Regions from separate parts of the Oryctolagus cuniculus genome. Here region 1 is linked to region 2. The links are chromatin contacts, called in public Hi-C maps. All regions are on one chromosome and are shown on one strand. The core of a region is the stretch at or near the end of the contact, and the rest is flanking DNA. Distances in the headings are between cores, read along the strand shown.

Evidence for each region. A called contact is a pair of places that touch in the nucleus more often than the background predicts.
Region 1: a contact with region 2 is called in a Hi-C map of embryonic fibroblasts, with 2.2 times the contacts expected there. The contact joins two enhancer-like sites. A contact is called at or near these places in 3 of 6 Hi-C or Micro-C datasets (embryonic fibroblasts, skin fibroblasts and an unstated tissue).

What each region holds. Positions count from the first base shown.
Region 1 is chr9:123,928,566-123,932,506 of mOryCun1.1, reverse strand. The region is part of intron 10 of ITPR2 (inositol 1,4,5-trisphosphate receptor type 2); the gene reads left to right. Among named protein-coding and RNA genes, the nearest start is that of ITPR2, 140 kb to the left of the region's middle. Within about 2 kb of position 2,211, at least 4 of the 8 cell types and tissues checked have an H3K27ac peak or open chromatin away from gene starts, as enhancers often do.
Region 2 is chr9:123,741,833-123,745,480 of mOryCun1.1, reverse strand. All of the region lies in intron 37 of ITPR2 (inositol 1,4,5-trisphosphate receptor type 2), which reads left to right. Among named protein-coding and RNA genes, the nearest start is that of SSPN, 330 kb to the right of the region's middle. Within about 2 kb of position 2,255, at least 5 of the 8 cell types and tissues checked have an H3K27ac peak or open chromatin away from gene starts, as enhancers often do.

The DNA.
Region 1 (3,941 bases), core at 962-3,461, 190 kb before region 2:
TCTGGGGAGGATTTAAGGGAGTGGGGCTTTTCTGTGTGTAGGAATGCTGTTAGGAAGAAGAGGTTCATTCTGTCATTATTATCTTGGTAAATTTCACCTATAGGGGTGGTAATTGCTAAAGAAGCATCAGTCACTCTTAGCTGGGAGCAGACATGTATATAGTCATTAGTGACATGAAGAGTATTCATGTTTTGTTTGTCTTCAGGCATGATTAGGGAGTGGTCATATTTTTACTTGATCCATCATGCACAGAGAGTGGCCTCGTCTGGTGTTGATGTTCTGTGACATTTTTCACGTTTGAAGGGAGGATGCCAAGGCCCGCCTGAGAGTCCCAGGCCACCTGCCTCATGCCAGGGACTGCATTTCTGTGTCTCCAGATTTCTGTGTATAATCTTCTGCGTGATTTCTTTAGTTTGGATTTGTGGCCAGGAGAGCTGCACCTGTAGTACCACTGCAACGTACGTGGCCTTGGCCATGTCAGATGGCTTTCCTGAGGCTCAGTTGTTTTCCTGTGTAATGGGATGAAGATGTTTGCCCTGTGAGCCTGACCTGGTGCCAGGAGGATACAGTGAGATCAGAAGAATGGCTGCTCTTTGAATAGAAGATGTTCGTGGGTGAAAAATGATTAAGTTGTTTCTGTTGGAAGGCATCACACCAAAGCTTGAAATCGCGCAGTTGATTGACATCTCTGTGCTCCTCTCCTTTTTGCTCCATCGGATTTGATGTTGCTGATGGTGGTTCTAGGCCGAGCAGAGGTTAAGCATGTGGTGTACAGAGGTTTATAGAGCAGCACAGAAATAACACATCCGTGGCGAATTTCCCTCCTGGTGCTTGTCAAGCTTGATAGGTTTCCTCTTCTTCCCTCTCTGACCTCTAATGGAGAGAAAGAACTTTCCTTTCGCGTAAGCAGGTGCCATTAGCAGAACCTTAAATGCACAGAGCACGGTGGGTCTGCTGAGCTGCAGAAGTGCACAACTGGCTCTCCTCTGTCCCTCAGGGAGACTTCAAGCTGGGGACACTGGCTTCCGTTCTTTTCCCTCTCCAGAATCGACACAGCTGAGACCGTGTAAGTGTAGAGCTAGCACGGTGTCTTAGGGCTTGTTGTTGTGTAGACGGCTCTCCTCCTGGCCGTGTTCACGTTTCTGTTGAATGGCATGCCCCCTTAGAGTCAGCCACCAACCTGTAAAATAGGAAATGAGTTTCCCACTACAGGATGTGACATACGTTTCACCACGCATCTGTGTTCCAGTAACACTCAGTTCACGGCAACTGTGCTAATTTCTTTTCTTTCCTAATTTTCCCTATGTTTTCTGTTTAATGGACAGTTAATATTTTTTTTCCTGTAATTTAGAAGCCTTTATCAAAATGGTGGCTTCCATTTTTGAAGTTTCAGAGGTTCATGTGTGGTGCTGCTGAAATTAGGCGGTGTGTGTCAGAGCTCCCGTTAGGACCCACATCGCTGTGTTTATTCTGCGAAGGAGTCTGTTATTTCTAGCCTTATAAATGTATAGCATCCCCAGGGACTCTGTAAACACTGGAACTGTGTCAAGCCCAGCTGGGAAGCTGACACTCATTATTTCTTCCCTTTGAAAGGTTGCATCTTTTCAGCTGGATCATGGAAGAGGACTTTCTGGAAGTAACGGTGTTCATGTTGATGTCATCGTGTTTATGTGTGGTGTGATCTGGTTTCGGAAGGAGTGTCTTTTGTCCGTGCTGGGGTTTCTCCACTCCGGCAGCACTGACGTTGGAGGGAAGGTCATTTGTGTTGTGGGATGTTAAGCAGCGCCTGTGGCCTCTCCTGGCCAGGGCTAGCAGCTGTCCCCCACACCTTCACTGTAGCCATCAAAAGTGTGTCCAGAAGTTGCCAGCTGCCTTGGGCCCGGTTTTTCCCATTGAGAGCCGTTGTTCTAGCGTGCATTTACATACATACGCTGGCATGTCCCAGGAAGCAGGACACTCAGCTGAAACAATCTTGAAAATTCTATCGTGTAGAAGTTGGGGGAGGGGAACCTACCAGATTCTATATAAAGACCCCCCAGATTGTCTTGAGTTTTTCTCTGTACTCATCAGCAGTAAGGTGGCAAGGAAGAAAGGAATTGAGAGTAACAGTTTGTTAGGGAATCTTGGCAAGAAAAAGAGTGCTTGCAGCCTGCAGCTTAAAATGGCAGCGCTGTGTGTGGTTATGTAAGTCTGCTGGGAGCACCTGAGGACGGAGGATGCGAGGGGAAGCAGAGCTGCAGGTGTGTCACTGCCGCGGCGGGCACAGGTCTGAGTCAGCTCTGGAAAGCAGACCTTGTTTCTTACGGAATGTCTCTGGCTCCCGACTGCAATGTGACGTCACTGCTGAAAACCCCGTGAGTCACGAGTGAGTCAACAGAGAAGGTGTCCCAGGGGCCCACCACTGAGCTGCCTCCCGCTGGCCCTGGGCAGCCGGAAGCCAGAGGCGTTCCTTTAGTGGGCTGGCTGCTCCTAAGGGAAGCTTTCTCCTAGAGTAACCTGAGAGCCGCATCCCTCCCTTCCAGGGAGGAGTGCTGACTTGTGATGCGAGCTCACCCCCTGAGTTAGCGTCCTGAGACCCTGCGCAGCCAGCCAGCCAGCCGCTCAGTTGGACCTGTTTTGGAGAGCCAGCTGATGCTGAATTTGACATCTGTTGAAGCTCTGTTGTTCCTTGGTCCGTTTCATGATACAAGAGGGCTTTATGCTTCTGTAAATCTTTGCGGCAAACAGCATTCAGTGTCTTTTTTTATTACTTTCAAATCAGTGTGGTTTTATCTAAGGGGTCTTCAAAAAGTTCATGGAAAATGCATACTATGAAAAAACTAGGCATGGGTTTCAAAAATTCTTTGCACCCCAGTAAACTGGTCTTTCACTTCTGTTTGCCCATGAGCTTTTTGAAGGTCCCTGATAAACAAAAAAAGCCTCCAGTGCTTAATTTTGGACAGAATTGTCTTCATGTTGCAAGGATTTTCTTTAGTGTTGAAGCTTGATTCATATATTAAAAGTTGTAGATTTAGAACTCATTATTCAGATTTATAGTTAGAAAATCCGAAAGATGTGCTTGAAGTATATTGTCAAATTGTTTAGGAAGGAGACTTTGTTAATCAAATTAGCAGAGAACTAGAGATTTAAAAAAGAGTGCTTAAGACTTCTAAACATGGTAGAGCTCTCACACATAAACAATTGTTAGGTCACTTAGAAAGGGACTTTACTACTTATTAAAACTCTTTTCCAAGGGCCTAAGCAAAGTATGTAAGGATAGGCCTGTACCTTCTACTTACTGTATATAATTAAAACCACAGACCTTAAATAGCATGAGTAATTCACAGTGACCTCTTTTAATTAATCCTAATTAATAAGTTTTTTTCTGTGTTTGGAAAAGATTGTCCTCGTGGTGTAAGACTGTCCAAATAGGGAGCCCCCGTCTGCTTGTTGGTGAGCCGTTGCCAAGGAGGGCAGGCCAGGAGCACAGTCTCTTGTGTTTGTTACCATTCCAGAAGCGGAGAGAAGCAGGATTGACCAACGGATAAACAAAATGCTAATTTTCAAGTTTAACTGCTAGAGAAATCTAAGCAGTTGGGATCAGTTAGTGTGCTTACCTTGAAGGAAGATTTCATACTGAAAGCTAAATTAGAATAAGATCGATGTGCAGGATGCTCGGGTGTGGATGGCATGTGTTCCTTTTTGGGGTGTGGTATATTCCGGGGTTCTCACTTGTTGCATCCACACAGGGCGTCGGTGAGAGAAACTGTTTAGTTCTTGTTCACGGACTCTCCGCTTGTCTCAGTTACATCCTGATCTCCTATTAATACAGCAGTGAATAAGTCACCTGAATGCCTGCACTCCATGTTGGATGCCTGGTTTGCATCCTGGATGCTTGGCTGCTGAGCCCCTTCCTGCGAGTACATTGTGTGCGAGACAGCAGAGGGCAGCTCAGGTTTTAG
Region 2 (3,648 bases), core at 1,006-3,505:
CCGGGTACCTGGAGCACCAGTCCTGTTGAAAGCAGTCTGTCCATGTGGGACAGGTCTTGTGTCGGTGGTGCTAGGGCATAAATGTGCAGGGTGAAAGCTGTCTGACAGGGGGCTGCACCATGCAGTCTGCAGGGAGGGGTACACCTTGCAGTCACGGAGGGAAGCGTTTCATTGGGGTGGCGCCCAGGTTAATCCTGTGGCTGTGGCCCTGGGAGAAGCCCTGTAGGGTTCAGCAAGGTAGTGCCGTGGCTCCTGAGCAAGAGTTTCTGCAGTGCGTCTCCAGGTCTCCGCCTCTTTAACACGTTGGGATGTCTATTCCTGTGACAGAGCTTGAACTGAAAATTGTTCAGAGGGAGTTGTTGAAGAGGGAGGGGCATGAAGTCTGGATGTGGGAACGTCAGGAATGGAGAGTGGCTTTCGCCAGCCATTGTCTCCCTTGCCCATGTTCTCCTTGTGGTATTGATGCTTACTTAAAAAAAAATATTTATTTATATGAAAGAGAGATATTTTCTACCCACTGGATCATTCCACAAATGGCCACAATGACCAGTGCTAGTCCAGGCAGAAGCCAGGAGCCAGGAGCTTCTTCTGGGTCTCCCATGTGGGTGCAGGGCCCCAATCACTTGGGCCATCTTCCACTGCTTTCCCAGGTGCATTAGCAGGGAACTGGATTGGAAGTGAAGCAGCCAGGACTCAAATTGGCGCCCCAGTGGGATGCCGGTGCTGCAAGTCACAGCTTGACCTGCTGTGCCATGGTGCCAGCCCCAGTGATGTTTATATTTTAAATTTTAATCTTTTGAAGTTTTTTTTTTTTCTTCCCTCTTCCAGGAGATGGTAAATGGACAGAGCCTTTAGAGCTAGGCTGCAATATCACAACTCACCAGTAGGTGTCATCATCTCATAAATGATTGATCCCACTCAGCATTCCTTTGTTTAAAGCTTTATACAATAAATGTTTTATTTTTGTCTCACCTATATTTTGAATTGACATTTCATAATTATAAGTTTTAAACTCATACTAGCTCAAGTAAATATTTGGATAATATTTTAATATATGGTGAGTTGGTAAACACATGTTGGGATAAGAAAAAAATATTGTTTGAGTATTTTGCTTTCATTTGTTTTGTTTCCTTTGTTTTCATTTTTTTCCTCCCTAATAACATTTTCACCATCACAGAAAGTTGTTTTTTTTTTTTTTTTTGACAGGCAGAGTGGACAGTGAGAGAGAGAGACAGAGAGAAAGGTCTTCCTTTGCCGTTGGTTCACCCTCCAATGGCCGCCGCGGCCAGCGCGCTGTGGCCGGCGCACCGCGCTGATCCGATGGCAGGAGCCAGGAGCCAGGTGCTTTTCCTGGTCTCCCATGGGGTGCAGGGCCCAAGCACCTGGGCCATCCTCCACTGCACTCCCTGGCCACAGCAGAGGGCTGGCCTGGAAGAGGGGCAACCGGGACAGAATCCGGAGCCCCGGCCGGGACTAGAACCCGGTGTGCCGGCGCCGCTAGGCGGAGGATTAGCCTAGTGAGCCGCGGCGCCGGCCCACCATCACAGAAAGTTTTGTTGAGCAACGCTGGTATGGACTAAACTGAAGTTGTTTTTGAAAGAATCTGCAGACATGCATCTAAGTTCAGGATCTTGTGTTTTGTATATTTTTTAAAAGTTAAAAAAGTAGGAATTTTTTTTTTGCAATACTGTATTATCAGTTTTAGAGATATTTTTATATTAGGGCACAACATTAGCAATAAAATTGAAAGAAAACAAGGATAATGGTTAGTTGTATATATATGTAAATATATATACAGTAGCTCAGTATTTAAAAATCTAATAGCATTACTTGAGAACTAGATATGCTTACTGTTTCATAATTGTGCATATTCTGATTGAAATCTGGAAATACCGTGTTGATTATATGAGTCTTAGACTCTCAACTCCCCTTGTGGCTGAGGTCAACTGGTTCTACTCTATGTAGTATCTCATATATATTATTCCCACACGTCCCAGTTTGGATATTCATCTGAAGTAGTAGGCACAACATTGTGTGTCCTTACTCACTGGATAAGAAAAGGAGAGAAAAATCTTCAGTTTCCTTTGGCTGTTGCTGGCTCAGAAGCCTCATTATTTCCTGTGTGTTCTGACCTGATACAATCTCAGGTACTCGGTGACTGGCTTTAATGAACCCTGTCTAGCGGTCAGGCAGTGGTCCCTGTTCCATTCGGTGCTGTGAAAGGCAGAAGACATGTGACTGTGCATGTGAACACTCTGTGCGGATTAGAGCTGCAGGGCATGGCTGGGGAGACGCGGGCTGCCAAGCCACGGAGGCGGCTCTGCCAGCAGCGGCATGTGATTATGTAACGCCTGCAGTGTCTGGCACCGTGCTCCACTGGAGACCCGTCACGTGGCCTGCAATGCTCTTGGCCCTGAAATTCAATTAGGTTGCTTTGAGGGATCCGTGAGTCTGCATGAGATAAGCTTTTACTGCGCTATACTAGAAAGCAAATGGGTTGATTAGCTGCACACAAATTGATAAATTACCATTGTAGTTCCTGCAAGGATATTTGCATTATATACACATCACCATGCCACTGAAGAGCAGAATTTTAACCATTATGTAACCTGGACAAATAATGTGAGAGGGAAAAAAACATCAGCCCTGATGACTACCGAAAAATATTTTCTTACAGACATTTAGCAATATTTTTTTTTGGTTTGTTTGTTTTTAAATAGATTTTGCTATTTTGTTTTTGGAGAATCTGATTAAAAGGCTGCCAGCAGTTTTCTTTTTCTGTTTTTTTTTTTTTTTTTTTTTTTTTTTTAATGTGACGACATGATCTATGAATGTGACTGAAGAAATTGATAGAGTAATGATTTGGAGCAGGGCGTGGGGACAGCAGTGAGAAGGGATTTTCAATGGGTGTTCAGATCTTAAGCAGAATTTTTTTCTTTGTGACGATGTAGCTGATCATTATAAGGGACTGGGAACTATCAAAGATTAACCCCATGTTGCTTGGCTGAGCTCTTGTGGTAACTTTTCTCAAAAGCAGATCTGGGCTGGATGAAAAAGGTCACAGCAGGTGCAGTGAAATTGGGGCTTGGGAAAGAAGTTGAGGGTGATTATCATACTAGGGTCTTGGAGCCACTGGGAACCAATCGAAATCCATGATGTGGAATTGGTTTTCCTGAAGCACTCTACCCTCATTTTCCTCCAGCTGGGATTTAAGTTTGGTTAAGTTTAGAACCAAAGACACAGGTGAGGAGTTCGTGTTGACTGGGGTCCGATGGACACTGAATTGGAACCAAAGGTGCTGAGACGGTGTGTGGTGTGCTTTTCTGTCTCTTGGACCAGCAGGGCTCAGGCACTTGGCTCTGTGGATTTGGGTAAAGTGGTTGTGCACTCTGGCAGAACTGGTGCTGCTGTGGCGTTTTCCTTTGCTCCAAAAGGGCTTCACTTTTTTTTTTTTTTTTTTTTTTAAATCATGTGAGACCTTCTAACAGTGGAGTTGGAGGGCTGAAAAGACAAGGAGTTGGAAATGCCAATGGCCATGATTTGATCAGCACATGCTGTGCGGATGCGTTCAACTATCACATTGTGCTCCATAAACATGCACAGCTATTATGTGTGAATCTCAGAATGTGCAAACCCTTGTGGAATGGA